Linked DNA regions of Ovis aries: region 2 is linked to region 1. Evidence: chromatin contacts called from public Hi-C data. All regions are on one chromosome and are shown on one strand. Each heading gives the region's core, a stretch centred on a gene start, on an enhancer-like site or on the middle of the called end of the contact. The rest is flanking DNA. Distances are from core to core; before and after follow the strand shown. Region 1 holds the start of TGM3 (transglutaminase 3). Region 2 has its middle 53 kb from the start of TGM3.

Region 1 (7,667 bases), core at 3,173-5,672:
CACAGAACAGATTCTAGACTGTGAAAGGTGACCCACAGGACAGATATATTAAAAATCATCTAGCCAAATGTCAAGTTTTTTGTTAGAGACTGCTTTAAGAGGGCATTTTGTACATCGCTTACACACATGGGTTTATAATTGATGTAATGTTTTCCCAAAACAGTATGAACCCTTACTATCCACAATGCACAGTAATATTTTCTACTTCATTTTAAAAATGATTTGCTGGTCACAGTCCACTAAATTGATTTTACAGCTTGCTATTGGTGAAAACTGGCAGCTTGAAAAGCAGTGATATGATGCAATATTCCCATGTGACAGGTAAAACAACTGAGGTCCTGGAAGGTCTACTGAGGTCACCGGTAGTCGAAAGTCAGAGCTTGGCCCAGAAACCAGGTCTTAGATCCTGGTCACTGGGAGGCTGTTATTTGCAACATGCCCCCCTCCTCTGGGCATCAGGACGTCTCCAGCTCCTGGCAGGTCCTGCCTCACTCCAGCCCTCACCAGTCTCTTCTTTCTCTCTCCAGCCTGTGCTGCTTCCCTTCGTCTTTCCTCTGCATTCAGACATTTTCAACCCCTGTGCAGCATGGGTGGTACAATCTCTTGGTGCTCAGGTGGTGGGGAAATAGGGGTTCCCTGGGGGGCACTGAGCAAGGGGCTGGCAAGGGTGCCAGGGCAAAATTGAGTGAGCCCTGAACTGGTGGTTCGAGCAGCCTTGAGCAAGGTCTCAGCCTCTCTGTAGAAGGGAACAGTGAAACTGAATATCCTCCCTTGTAGGACATTGGTTGGGACCCCAGATGCACCCATCACTGGCACCTGGGTTCCTGTCCGTGGTACAGATGTCTTAGGATCCCACGCATAATAGCACCAGCGACACAGGCGAGAGAAGGGTTTGAGCTTTTCCTGGGCTGCCATGGAGGACCTCAGATGGGCAGACAAAGTGCTGAGTGTTTTTCTTGCATATGCCTCTCACAGTTACAAACCTGTCTGATGTGGTCATTCCCATTTCACAGATGAGGGATTTGAAAGTCCAGTCAAGTGTCATCACTTGCCAAACATCACACACTCAGGCAGAGACTGGCCCAAGCTCACACTGATGCCGGTGCAGCCTGACCATGTGCCACTCCAGGCTGCACCCTGCATCTAGCCGAGGTGGTGGTGGTAGCAATGGGCACAAGTCCAGGAAGCTGCCAGGGAGAGGGGAACACCCACAGCCTCCCCCTTGCCTCGACATTACACGGTTCGCATGAGAGAGGAAGGAAGGACTCCTGGCCCCCCTTCACTTCCAGAGAGAGTTTCAAATTTCTTAAACCCTTGACATGCACGAGGACCACCTGGAGAGTTCATATTAACCTCATCCCCACCACTGGGACGGCGCTGGTTTCTTAGACTTTACTGGTGATTCTAATATGGAACCAGAGCTGGAGTTGAGAACCACTACCTTAAGCCTAGACAGTGTCTGTTTACACTATGCAATCAAAGCTACTTTCCACGAATTCTCTCCCCCAGGCCACATGGCCACTCTGAGTGGGAGGCAGGGGGGCAATCACTATCTCCTATTTACAAAGGAGGAAAACAGGCTGAGACGGAGGACTGCAGATCTTTCTGAGCACCTTTCGGCCCCTACCAAGATGAGGGGCCTTATTCCCTCGACTTCCATACAACGGGGAAAGCGTTTCCTCTCTTCATCTCACACCCAGGCCGGCATGCGGGCCCTGGGGACGAGAATGATTGCCCCATCTATGGAGCACAGCCCAGCGGGGTGGAGGCTGAGCTGGGAAGTGATCTGAGGTGAGCAGAGCAGCAGGGACACAAGCGTGGGGGCCTGGAAATGGAGAAGGAGCGGCCAGCCTCTCAGCTCCCAGGAAACGTGCAGACCCACAGCCCAGAATGACACGGGTCCTCTGTAGGCTGGGGCCTGAAGCCAGAGAGGGTGGGTCCTGAAGCCAGCACTCTGCCCAGATAAGCTGCTGATGGGGACACTCACCGCCCTAGTGGGACAGGGCGCCTGTCCCCGACACAGAAGTGCCGGGCTCCCAAGGCAGAGGTCTGCATCCATGTTTGACCCTTGAGGACTCTGCCACAGGGCCTCTACATGGCCTCGAGGATGGGGAACCCCTTCACACTGGGCCCAGCATCTGTGTCCACAGCTTGCATGTCTGTCCATTGTGGGGCTCTGGCCTTGGTGTGTGGAAGGCAGAGGGTGCCAACCACTTTGGGTAGAAGGCTGCCAGGCCTTCCTCCACCATGTCATCCACCCCAGCCCAGGCTGCCGTCTCCACTGGGAGGCGGAATAATCACACCCTACAGATTCCAACAAGAACCTTAACCTGGGAGCCAGAAACAGCCCTCTTGCACCAGCACGCTGCAACCCTGCTAGTTCCCTGGGTCACACGCACCCGACCACCCATGTTTCTTTTCCTGTTCCCTCCTCCCAGAATACTCCTCACCCCACAAAACTACTTCTGACCAAGTCCAACTCATCATCCATACCAGTGCTACCTGGTGCTACCTGGGGCCTAGGGTCTCCCCTACCTTAAACCGCCCCCAGGGTTAATCCCTTCCTCCTCTTGGCCCCTGGTAAGTGCTTGGACATGTAACACAACCTAATGACAGTCCACTGCGAACCCACCATGGAGAAAGACTGCCCTCTCGATCTCTATGCTCCCGCTGCGCCTTGTGGCTCCTTCCCTGAGTGTCCAGTAAGCAAACTCATTCATTCAGGAACTCAGGAATTCATTACTGAGCCCTGCCTGGCTGCATGACTGGGACAGGCCAGGAACCACAGGTGTGACAGCTTCAAGGGAATGAAGATGTTTCCTTGTCTCTCTTTTTAAAAAATTGATTTTCTCTGAATTGACCATTGTCCACATTTCTCTGCGACCTTGGGGCATCTGGTGGAGCCAGAAGTTGAGTCTTAAGAGCACAGTGTCCCTAGGAGTCACAGACATGGACACACTGGGCCCCTGGGGATGCCTGCAGGGCTCTCAGTGGGCAGGCTGCTGTGGGTGCACACGCCCCAGGGCTGAGCCCCTGCTGAAGCCCATCGCCCTCCGCCCCCTGTTTCCTTTCATGAAAGAGAGCAGTCAGTACTGGAAGGAACCTGGAAGTCCCCCCATTTCAAGCTCTTCATCTTGAATCGGGAGCTGGAGGCTCAGCAGCAGCAGTTGGTAACAGAGTTCAAATGAGAAACCAGGTTCAGTATTGCTTTCCATGTCACAGATTTCACCCGCGGTCATGGATGAGCTTGGAACTGGTGGCAGAAGAGGTGCTACTAAAACCGAGTCTGGGCCCAGCTACCAAATTTCTGTGGGTCCCAGGTAAGGGCCAACTCATCCTCTGGCAGGAGGGAAGTAGGGAGGGAGATGGCCTATCCTCTCTTGCTAAAGTCTGCAGAATCCAAGGTTCCCTTCTTAGCAGCCCAGCACTGTTGCACGTTCATGGGAAGAAGTCCAGGATAAGGGAAGAGTCCATTTTTGCAGCCACCCTGTCCTGGTCTTTGTGATCTCTGAAGTAACCAGCAGTCCCCTTTTGCATCATGCTCAGCAATTTCTTGGGCAAACCTTCCTGCAGCCTTAACCTCCATTCACAATATTTTACTGGTTTGACTCATGCCTTGTTTGGATTTGGCGTCGCTGCCAACCCACTAGGCTGAGCACCCACGACAGGCAATAATTAGCCTGCTGCTGAGCAGGGGCGCTGTCTAAGCAGAGCCCAGTCCTCACAGTGGCCACAGAGTCAGAGAACCCGTGCTCCCCAGCAGCGCTTTTTCACTCCCTTCCCTGGTGCCGCTCTTGGGAACTGTCCTCGGCATACCTGCTCCTTCTGCTCCTGGTGGTTTCACTCATCAAGTCACTTTCAAAGAGCCTGCCAGTGCTTGCGGATGTGTAGTTTACTTAGGAGCATTCCAGCACTGCTGATGGTTTCTGTTAAACCGACTTACACGCTGTCACTCCCTCCCTCCCTTGTAGCTCTGAGACGTGCTTTTCTTGGCCTATATTACTAACAGCTGGTAAAATGACACTGAGAAACACGGGAAGCAGGTGCCAACTGGCTTGAAAGGGCAAAGCTTGTCTGTCTAGCTAAGGGGATATGCCTCTGGCTGCACTGAAGAACCTGCCCTTTACCCAGGACTTCGTCCCAAACATGCTCTAACCCTGAGACCACACTAGAGGGACTAGGCAGGCATGGAGAAAGAGTTGCCTCTGAAGAGAACCTTCCAAAAAAACCAGGCTCTAGCTGTCAGAGCCCCGAAGGCAGCTGTCACGAGCTGGGCACTCTGGCCTCTCAGTCGGCCCGAGAGAAGCATGGGAGTCCAGCGGGGACTGGCAGAGAAGATGTCATGCACTCACCAGACATGTTTCGCTTTCCTCTGCCTCCTCTCTGGCTCGGCTGGGAAGGGCACGGATGGTGTGGGGAGACTGACTGCCTTGCTGGGATCGCCTTACCATTTATAGAAGCCTCTCCTACACACCCCAATTAGAATTCTAATGAGGTAGGCGAGGCACCAGGTCATTCCTGTAGTGCCTGTAAACGTTTCACTTACGACATACTTGTCACCCAATGGAAGGTCATACCTGCTTGTGCAAGACCAGTTTGGGAAGAAGAGGGGAGATAAGGAAAAAAAAAAAAAACACAAAAAACGCAGAGTTTGATTTTATTATTTGTTTCAAGATGAACTACTTCCTGGATCACAGGATTCAGGAAATGATGTAATGCTTTTCTTGAAGTAGCTTGTCCAGAGCAGATGCTGAGAAGTCCCTTGGGGGTCAAAGAAAAGTCTCTGCAGAACCTAAAGCAGAAAATTGCCTAATGCTTTCTCACCGTCCTCACATGCCGGTGGTCTCCGTTTGCACGAGGGGCGTGAGATACTCATCACAGTTCACTGTACAGGTTGCTGTGTGCCAGAAATGGCGTGTGATTGGTGGTTAGAAACATTCGGTTCCAGTGCTGGCTAGGTCCTGGGCCATCACTGGACCTTGAAGTCTTGGAAGCCTGGTCTGTGAGTTGAGGGAAGGCCCCACCCACTCTTCGCAACTCAAGATGTGGGGGAGTAATCAAATGAAGTGATGTGAGTGGAAAGTGCCTGGATGTGTACTGTATGGATTAAATCCAGTTGTCATCTGGAATGAGATGTCAGTTTAACTACAGATGTGGGGTAGGGGTCAGTGTTAGTCATTCAGTTGTGTCCGACTCTTTGCTATTCCTTGAACTGCAGCCAGCTAGGCCCTTCTGTCCATGGAATTCTCCAGGCAAGAGTACTGGAGTGGGCTGCCATTCCCTTCTCCAGGGGATCTTCCCAACCCTGGGATCGAACCTGGGTCTCCCGGGAGTGGGGGGAGGGAGGATTATTCTTTTCAGTGAGGCAGCGAGGACGGCCAGTGAAGCTATACTGTGACAAGACTTCATTCTGTTCTGCCACGTGTTGTCTGTAAAACTGGAGGGCAAGTCACGGACCTTCTCTGAGCCCAGCGTCTACACCAGTTTTAAAAAAATAAGAGGGGGGAGACTCTCATTCTACATTTTTTGTTTGCTTGTTTGTTGTTTTAAGGGTATAGAAATATATATATCTAAAGATCCTATGGTGGCTGTGTGCAAGTTCCAAGCTTTCCTGTGGTAGACAAGGGAGTTTTAAAAAACAATGATAATGCTCCAAGGGTTTGTGACCGAGAGGACACTTCTCAAGGCTTCCGCCAGACTTGGAGTGGGAAGGAAGCACCATGACACAATTAGGTCTTTAGGGAGAAGATGGGAACGCTGGACCCTGAGAAGGATGAGACTGAATAAGGCGGATGGGAAAAAGGAAATCCACGTCATCTCCCTGTCATCTGGGCTCCCACAGCACTTGGTACACTTTAGGACCTCTCTTACCATATGCGTCTGCCTGCACTGGGGCAATCTGATTACGTCTATCCCCATCACTCACTCTCAAAAGGTCCAGGCTATGTATTACTCACGTCTTCTCAGAACTGAACATGGGCTTGTCACATGGCAGGAGCACACCTATTTTTGAATGAGTGGATCAATCAATCGATGTAAAGATGGAAATAATTCCCATCAGTGTAGAACCCAACCTGGGTAGACATTGGCTAAACACTTTACATGTATCACCTTCTCTTGTCTTCAGATCAGTCCTATGGCACAGGTACCATTACTTCTGCTGTCCTACAGGAGGGAGAAATTCCCACCCCTGTGTGAGCGACTCCAGAGTCTTTCTGCTTAACCTGGAGGTTGGCTAACTAAGCGAGGTGGTACGTCAGCCTCTCCCAGGCCTCTGGCCGCTCTGCATCCGTGACCCCATGGAATGTGGCCACTGCTGGCTCTGGCAGATGACCCACAAGAGAGCAGAGCGTAGAGAGGTGACAGCAAAGTGAGCTGGACCCTGATCAGCAGCTGGGTGTGTGGCGTGGGTCCTGGCGCCTGCCATGGGATTGGCTGAGACTCTGGGCAAGGGTCTCACTACACTGAATCAGTCCTGCCAGAAACCCAAGAGCTGTGTGAATCCAAGGGAATGAGTGGATGTAAAGGGCTGTGCATGCCCTCAAGAGAGGGATAAAGAAATGGAGGGAGGAGTTGCTTATTACTGCTGCTGTTGTTGGCCTGAGAGCCAATAACTGGACCCTTGGCATCCCTTTCAGTGACCTGGCAGGGAAACCTGTCACATGACAGGCAGGCAGCTCTGCCCTTGTACTCTGAGATCACACAGATCTGGGTCCAAACTCTGGCTCTGACATAGACCTCCTGTCAGAGTCCTGGTTTCCACATCGGTAAAGCTTAGCTAGAAGCTCAGGGAGGGTCAAAGGAGAGCATGAACCTAAGTGCTCAGCACCGCCTCTGGCACCACTCAGTGTAGCCCCTTAGTGCTGATGTTATTGGTATTCTCACTGCCCTTAAAGCACTCCCAAGTGTCATAGATTTTGTGATGGGACCCACAGTGTGGACAGTGGTGCCTGCCCACCGACCCCTTGGCCTCCTCTTGGAAGGATCTGTAGCTGATCACTCTTGACCGCAAGGTGATGTGGCAGAAAGATGCCCACGCTGGATTCAGAAACCCCGACTGAAAGCCGGGCTCTGGGGCTTTTTGTGTGGTTTGGCAGAGTCATTTTCCTTCTCTGAGCCTCAGTTTTCTCGCCAGCCTACCCAGACACCTCTCAGCACTGTCGTGAGGCTTCAAACCCTGAAGTCACAGATATGACACTCCCCTATAGATAGGGTGGTGCTGGGTTGCCTCCTCCCTGCCTGCCACTTGCTTGCTGGGCTCCCTGCAGCTTCTAACTGCCCAGCAGCAGGGCCTTGTGTCCTCAAACTGAGTCGACTCCCTGTTAGCAGCTGGAGGATTGCACCATGGCTGCAGCCGCAGCCCCAGCCTGCAGGCGGGCCGTAATTTGCATGCTGTCACAATTTCAGCTAAATGATTTTCAATTCACAGGTGGAGTCACCCAGCTACACGCAGGATGAAATTCCTGCTTGGCCACCCCCTTTGCACCTCAGACTCCAGTTAGAATGGAACATGCAAATATGGACTTAAAAAAAAGAGAGAGAGAGACACTAATTGATCATTTGCCTTTTTTCTTCCTCTAATTAAGAGATTTAGAGTTGCTGAAAATTTCACAACACATGTAAAGGTACGGAACCTTATAAGAAGTCATCTAACCCCCAGCCAGTCT
Region 2 (7,667 bases), core at 1,297-3,796, 52 kb after region 1:
GTGATGGGACTGGATGCCATGATCTTTGTTTTTTGAATGTTGAGTGGAAAACCAACTTTTTCACTCTCCTCTTTGACCTTCATCAAGACACCCTTGAATGCCTCTTCACTTTCTGCCATAAGGGTGGTATCATCTACATATCTGAGATTATTGATATTTCTTCCCCAAATGTTAATATCAGCTTGTGCTTCATCCAGCCTGGCATTTCATATGATGTACTCTGCATATAAGTTAAATAAGCAGGATGACAATATACAGCCTTAATGTACTCCTTTCCCAATTTGGTACCAGTCCCTTCTTCCTTGTCCAGTTCTAACTATTGCTTCTGGACTTGCATATAGGTTTCACAGGAGATAGGTAAGGTGGTCTGGTATTTCCATCTCTTTAAGAATTTTCCCCCTGATTAGCAGTCTTTGTCATAAGTACACTACTGATGCTTCTTCCTCACCACTCTCAACATGCCCATCTTAGTCCATCTTGTTGCTGTTGAGTCGCTCAGTCATGTCCAACTTGGAAACCCCATGGACGACAGCACGCGAGGCTTCCCTGTCCTTCATCATCTCCCGGAGCTTGCTCAGACTCATGTCCATTGAGTGGGTGATACCATCCGACCATCTTGTCCTTGTTGTCCCCTTCTCCTCCTGCCTTCAGTCTTTCCCAGCATTAGAGTCTCAGTCACTTAGCAGGTGTTCACAGAGAACTTTCCAGACTACAGACAACATTTTCATGGCAGATAGGACACATTACATTTTTCTTCAGTCAAGACACTTGGAGTTAATTATTAATAAGAGCTACTGGAAAAAAGTTTGTTTCCTGATTTATCTCTGTTTTGTATTACCTATAACAAAGATTTTATGGTTGATTGAGATATCTAAATAACCAGTTTTCTTTTCTCATGAGTCACATGCATTCTAGATCTTTCTTTACTCCTAAGGGTCTAGCAACGTCCCAACCTTTCTGCCAGAATAACAATGGCCACACAACAATTGTCTAGTTGTGTGGATTTCTGGGATTGGCAGGGAAAAAGTAGGTGTGAAACCCCATCACAAATCCAGCCAGAGTAGCTTCAAGGAGAAGCAAAAGAGGGCATTTAAATATCAGATTCAAGATGCAGAATAGGTTTAGACATCAGTGAAATGTAAATCAAACCCTTGATGAGATATCACCACACCTACCATTATATAATGGCTATAATCAAAAGGACAGATAATTACAAGTGTTGACAAGGAAAGAGAATTTGGAAGCCTTGTACAGTGCTGGTGGGAATGTAAAATGGTGGAATTGCTTTGGAAAACAGTTTGGCAGTTTCTTAAAATGAAAATGTTAAACATAGATTTATCATATATATATATATGTGTGTGTGTGTGTGTGTGTGTGTGTGTGTATTATATATATATATTTATATGATCCAGCAACCTCACTCCTAGGTATATATATCCAAGAGAAATGAAACATATGTGTGCACAAAAATTGTATGAATAGTCATAGCAGCATTATTCAGAATAGCCAGAAACCAGAAATAAGCAGATGTCCATGAGCTCGTGAATGGATAAATAAGATGTGGTGTGTCACAATGGTAGACAATCTGCCTGCCTATGCAGGAGATGCAGGTTCCATCTCTGGGTTGGGAAGATCCCCTGGAGAAGGAAATGGCAACCCACCCCAGTATTCTTGCCTGGGAAATCCCATGGAAAGAGGAGCCTGGCAGGCTAAAGTTCACGGGGTTGTCAGACACGCGCACACACACCCACCCATGTCCAATAGTGGGATGTTATTTGACAATAAAAAGGAATAAATACTGGCAGATGCTAAAATATGGATGAACTTTGACAACAGTGTGCTACATGAAAGAAGCTGGTCACCAAAGATTACATGTTGTGTGATTCCTTTTATATGAAATGTGCAGAATAGGCAAGTCCACAGAAAGTAGATTAGTAGTTGCTTAGGGCTGAGGAGGGTTAGAGGGAATTGGGAGTGACTGCTCATGAGTATAGGATTCCTTATAGCATGATGAATATGTTCTAAAATTGACTGTGGTGATGGTTGCTCAACTCTGTGAAATACTGCAAAACAATTGAACTGTACACTTTAACTGAGTGGATTGTGTAGTGTGTCAACATCTCAGTAAAATACATCTCAATAAAATAGTTATACTATAAATAGATAATCAAGCAAGAATCTTATCTTGATAATAAAGGCTAAAGACTAAAGGTCTTTAACCCTAAGTGAACCTAATCATCAGTGCAAAATGGGAGATCAGTGCAAAAGGCTGTAAGGAAGGCACACTGAGAAAACCAAACCTTCAAAACAAAAGTGGATTATCTAAAAAGAATTTCAATGTCAGCTTCCTTTGGCTCCCTTAAGCCTTGTAAACCAATCTGGATTGCTCAGGATAGTAATTATGAGGCAAAAGCTAAACCTATATGAAATGCTACGTGGCAACCAAACCAAATAAAGATGTTATTGGCCATTGTGTACTCCACACCCTTAGACAACTCCCAGGTTATTCGAGGCCCTGTCTGGGAATTGTTTGCAGTGTCTGACAGCGCTCTGCCTGTTACATGGAAACCAAATCAGCTTTGCCGTCTGCCTCAGAGTCGCAGCTCACCTCTTACCACCAGTAGCAAAAGTAAAAGATGCTGTTCCCATATCTAGTAATAACCAAAAATAAAAGTTATATAAAATATAAAACTAAGTATATTTATTTTGTAATATGATATAAATATAATAAAGATCTGTTGACAATGGCAACAGAGCATACAAAATGCGTGTAACATAGAGAGGAATTATAAAATTTTACTGGAGAATAAAAAAGATCTCAATGAAAGGAACAATAAATATTCACTGTACCAGTATGGGAGGCTTCAGTACTGAAAAGAAACCAATCCCCTCGAAGTTATTCTGGAGGTTCAGGAAAATCCCAGTGAAATTTCTAGTGGAAGCAAGTGTGTGTGAGAATGTGTATGTGTGTGCACCAGTGGGCAAGCGTGTAGTATGTGAAACAAGCACTTTAGCAGGGGCACAGTCTGGACAACTTGATTCTCAACATTTCTTGAGTGAGACTAGAGCCAAGAGTTTTTTAAAAAATAGGAACAATGAGAGTGGGATAAAAGATTAGCCTACAGAATTAGAAGAGCAGAAGAGAGTCCAGAAATAGACCCTCATATTTGTAAGAAATTTGTAGATGGTGTTGGGATGGCTGCCTAGTGTGAGAGGCCATGACTGGCCTGCTCCTGGGACAGCACGAGGCTGGAGAGGTTCTCCAGAGCAGGGAAAGCCCTTGGGTCAGATTGGAAAGTCCTAGGTCTGTGACACAGTTAAGCTAATCTGAGAACAGGAACCCAGACATCAGGACATCTAGACACGGAATCTATGTTGGGAGGGACAGAGTAGTTACATTGCTGCATAAGGCAGGGTTGGGAGCTATTGTATTAATAATATGCCTGCCCACAATACTGGGAATAATAACTCAAGCAGAGGAGATACAGAAGCTCCCCCAAATCCTAATCTCTGCCACCCTAGGTAGCCTCAGAGACAGAAGGTGGGCTGTGAGGAACTATGAGAGATTTCCATCAAGGTACCCTTCACCTGGGTTCAGTAAGCACTTGCCCTCACTGACTATATCCGAATGTCTGATTTTTATGCATCCAGAAACAAACAGGAGCCTTGGCCTCTCACAAGTCTCCATTTGGAAAAGTTGATCTCTCCCTTAATTTGTTGACAAAGATTAATTCCAAATAAATTAAACTTCTGATGTAACAATCCAACTTCTAGGAACCTCACCTATTGCAATGCTCATAAAAAGTATAAGACATACATAAAGGAATATTCATTACAGCAAAGCTTGTATTGGCTCAAAGAGTGGGAAATAGTAGTCCTGGTAATAGCTAACAGATACTGAGGACTTACCATGAGTCTGGCTTTGCTGGAAGTCTTTACCGAGGGCCTCATTTGACCTGTGCCACACCCTGACCCGAGAAGTGGGATGATCGGTTCCATTTTACAGACAGGGAAACGGTGGCACTGAAAGGGGGGGGGGCGGTGTCACATAGCTGCTTTGACTCTAGATATTTGACTGCAAAGTTCATGCTCTTAAGCTGTACTTCTCACTGTGCTTCCATGCCTGCTGTCACTTCAGTCATGTCCAACTCTTTGCAACCCCGTGGACTGTAGCCCACCAGGCTCCTCTGTCCATGGGATTCTCCAGGCAAGAATACTGGAGTGGGTTGCCATGCCCTCCTCCAGGGGATCTTCCTGACCCGGGGATCGAACCGGCGTCTCTCATGTCTCTTGCAGTGGCAGACAGGTTCTTTACCACGAGCACCACCTGGGAAGCCCCAGTCTTCCTCACTGCCTCAGCCCAAATGTCTATGACACATTCACTCATTCATTCATTCAAAAATGTTTCTTGAGCACTACTCTAGGCTAGGCACTGGAGACAGCGAAAAAAGTAAACACGGTCCCTACCTTCACTGAGCTTACAGTCTAATGGCGGGGGGAAAGACACAAAAGCTTAATGTAATGAGTGCAAATAGGTCACACGATGAACCCAGGGTTCTGGGAAGGCTTCCCTGAGGAAGTCACATCAGAGCTGAGATCTGGTGGGGCAGTAGTAGGCTGGGGCAGGTAAGGGTGTGTGTGTGTCTGTGTGTGTGCGCAGAGAACAATATTTGTAATGATCCTGTGACATGAGGGAGTGTGAGGTAAACACTTATACCAGTAACTATAAATGCTATTTTAAGGCCCTGGCTTCTGAGAAACCTACGCATGTCACCCTGTTTTCTCCCAACCCGAGAATACTGGCGCTGGGTAGGGTGGAGGGCGATGGCGGTTTTGCCCAAGTCCGGAATATATGCCTCCAGGGCTTGGCAGGGAAGCAGGTGCAGATACGTCCAGTTCCTGGGCGGGGGCTTGGCATGCTTCGCCTGCAAACGGCACCTTTGGAGATACACATCTGCAGGAGGGAATGAGTCTAATCTGGCCTGGAGGGAGGCCACTCCTCCAGATAAGAGAGACAAATTCAGATGGGTACAGACGACCAGAGACAGACTCATGTTCAAAGGACTATGCCGTGGGCACAGCTGGGAGGTCCTGGCTGCTTTCTGAAGTCAGATACAATCGTGCATCTGCTCTTCGCTGAAAAGCAAGCTTCCATGAGCACTGAGCAGGGGTAAGGCACAGGCTTGCCTGCTGCAGGCAGTTGAAAGAAATACTGTTCTTCCATATCTCATAGGGCTTCAAATCCTTTTTGAAATAAGAAGCAGTAAAAATAAACATAACACTTGGAAAATGCAAGGCATACGCACATAAAAAGATAAAATTCTACACAAAATATATTACAAATATAACCATATGAAACAAACCAACCAAAATACCATAAATAGGACAGGGGAGAAATATTCTTAAAAAAGAGTGTAAATTATGTTTTGCCTTTTAAATGTGAAATTATATAAGGGTTTTCCTACTTTTTGTATTTCCTAAAGTTCTAAAATAAACACAGACTACATTTTTGATGGCAAGAAGAGTAACTTTATTTAAATCCTGTAATTAATGCAGTCAGATTCTCATTGAGTGCCTCTTGTACCAGGCACGGTTCTAGGCTCTGGCATTCAATAGTGTGTGTTTGACATGACATCGCAAGGATCAGGAAGGTCTGCTTGGCAAAGGCAGAGGGAGGAGGGGGGAGGGAGGCGCTTGGGTGAGGGGCCGGGGAAGGTGGCAGGAGGAGGGGCGGAGATTATAGGGTAGTGGGATCCTGTAGGCCCTTTAGAACATGAAAAGATTTGGGACTTTACTCTAAATGGGTTTAAACAAAGCAAGAGTTAAAAGCCCTTGCAGGAGAGAGAGCAAAACGGCATATAACGGTATGGTTCAGATGTCACAGTGAGGAGGGCAAGGGCCCTAGGCAGAAGAGAGAGGAAGGCTTCATAGACACAGTAATCAGCAAGGTGGGCAACAAGGAAGGTGGTATTCACACCGAAGATAAGGAAGGCCATTCTGGAAGGAGGACACCTATTTTGTCGCAGCACTTTCTTTAACAAATTCAAAATCAAAAGCTCAATATTACAAATACATATTTTAAAGGAAGGAAGTTCTGTGTTAATAATGGACAACTAGGCTTTTATTGGAGATTAAAAACACGCCAAAAAGTTTTGGAAATTTGCAAGCTGCTGTCTGATACAATTGTTTCCGTAAGAACTCAGAATATGTTAAGCCTCTTGGCTCTTCACGAAATGTCCACCCCAGGGAGGAGAAAGAAATTCTGCTTAGAGGGCAGCTCAGCACCTTTGCAAACCTGTGAAACAATAAGGAAGAACTTTCCATTCCTTCCGCCACCCCCTGGCATTCTTGGCACCTGCTAAGAGGGACCTGCCCAGCCATCAAACACAGCCTTGTAGTTGAACATGACACAAGCATTAGCCATGTGTTCCGAAAAGACTAGCTGAGCTTTACTCCTAAAGTCATCATACAAGGGTACAATTTCAGAGCACTTCAGACCCAGGTAAAGCGCCAGGCACAATACTGCGTCACTCAACAAGCAATTACTGCATAGGACCAAAGGAAGAAGACAAGTGGGGAGGAGGCCATGGTGCTCTTATGAGAAGTAACAGAAGAGTTCTTGTTTTACGTTCCCCTACCAAATGCAAGGTGACCTAGACCCAGCATTTCTAATCCCCAACCCGGCCACAGAAGGCAGCCAGGTGAGCTCATTCCTTCCCCAGATCTAGCAAGAGTCCCTCCACCAACACCAGGGGAGCCTGGAAGCACTAGCAAGTAGAACAGATTTGGAGCCTTCCTGGGCAAAACGTGCAGCCAGGGAAAGTGCTCTGCTTCTCTGCTGGCCTGGACACTTCCAAGTCCATCAAGGGAATATTGGGATGGTGGGTGGGACTGGCAGGAGGGACTCTGACATCACAAGCAGACTGCCCAGGAAGTATCCTTGTCCCTGTGGACTTCAAACTCCATTCCCCCATCCAAAGATGGGGGTAGGCAGGTGATATCGACAAGAGGGATTCTGCCACAGCAAGAGTATGGCCTAAGAAGCCTTTTTGTCCCTTTGGGCCTTGTCCCTTCCCTAACTGAGAGACACTACGGCCCTTTCCTCACCTATAGGCAGCACCAGCAGGGTCCTATGGGAACAGCATCAGATAAACCAAGCAGAGCCAAATAACATTGCAAAGGCTCTGAAAATTAAACTGCCAATGACACTACAGCCCACCAAAGTAAGCGAGGACCTGTGTGCTAAAGCTGAGCACAATGAACACCTCCTAAAATTTTAAAAAAAAAAAAAATGTAAATAGGACCTCAAGTATCCTAACACAGTAGACAGTATGTCCAGGAAATAATTTTTAAAAAATGTATTGCATCAGACTTCCCTGGTAGTACAGTGGATGGGATCCACCTGCCAATGAAAGGAACAGGGGTTCAACCCCTGGTCCAAGAAGAGTCCATATCTATAAGGGTATATAAGAGCTGAGGAGCAGCTGAAGCCCGTGCACCATGACCAGTGAACTTGTGTGCTACCACTGCTGAAGCCTGTGTGCCTAGAGCCTGCACTCCATGACAAGAGAAGCCAGCACAATGAGAAGCCCGTGCCTGGCGACAAAGAGTCACCCTCGCACACTGCAACAAGCGAAAGCTCTCCTGCAGCAACAGAGGGTCAACAC

What was found. Hi-C and Micro-C count contacts between places; a contact is called where the count stands out from the background.
Region 2: a contact with region 1 is called in a Hi-C map of mixed tissues, with 2.4 times the contacts expected there. The contact joins the enhancer-like site here to the promoter of TGM3 in region 1. A contact is called at or near these places in 3 of 16 Hi-C or Micro-C datasets (liver and mixed tissues).

Annotation. Positions count from the first base shown.
Region 1 is chr13:52,562,384-52,570,050 of ARS-UI_Ramb_v3.0, forward strand. It overlaps TGM3 (transglutaminase 3), which reads right to left and starts at 4,423. Exons shown (of 13, transcript XM_004014391.5): 1 at 4,353-4,423. The coding sequence starts at 4,359.
Region 2 is chr13:52,616,430-52,624,096 of ARS-UI_Ramb_v3.0, forward strand. No RefSeq gene overlaps it. Among named protein-coding and RNA genes, the nearest start is that of TGM3, 53 kb to the left of the region's middle. Within about 2 kb of position 2,547, at least 4 of the 54 cell types and tissues checked have an H3K27ac peak or open chromatin away from gene starts, as enhancers often do.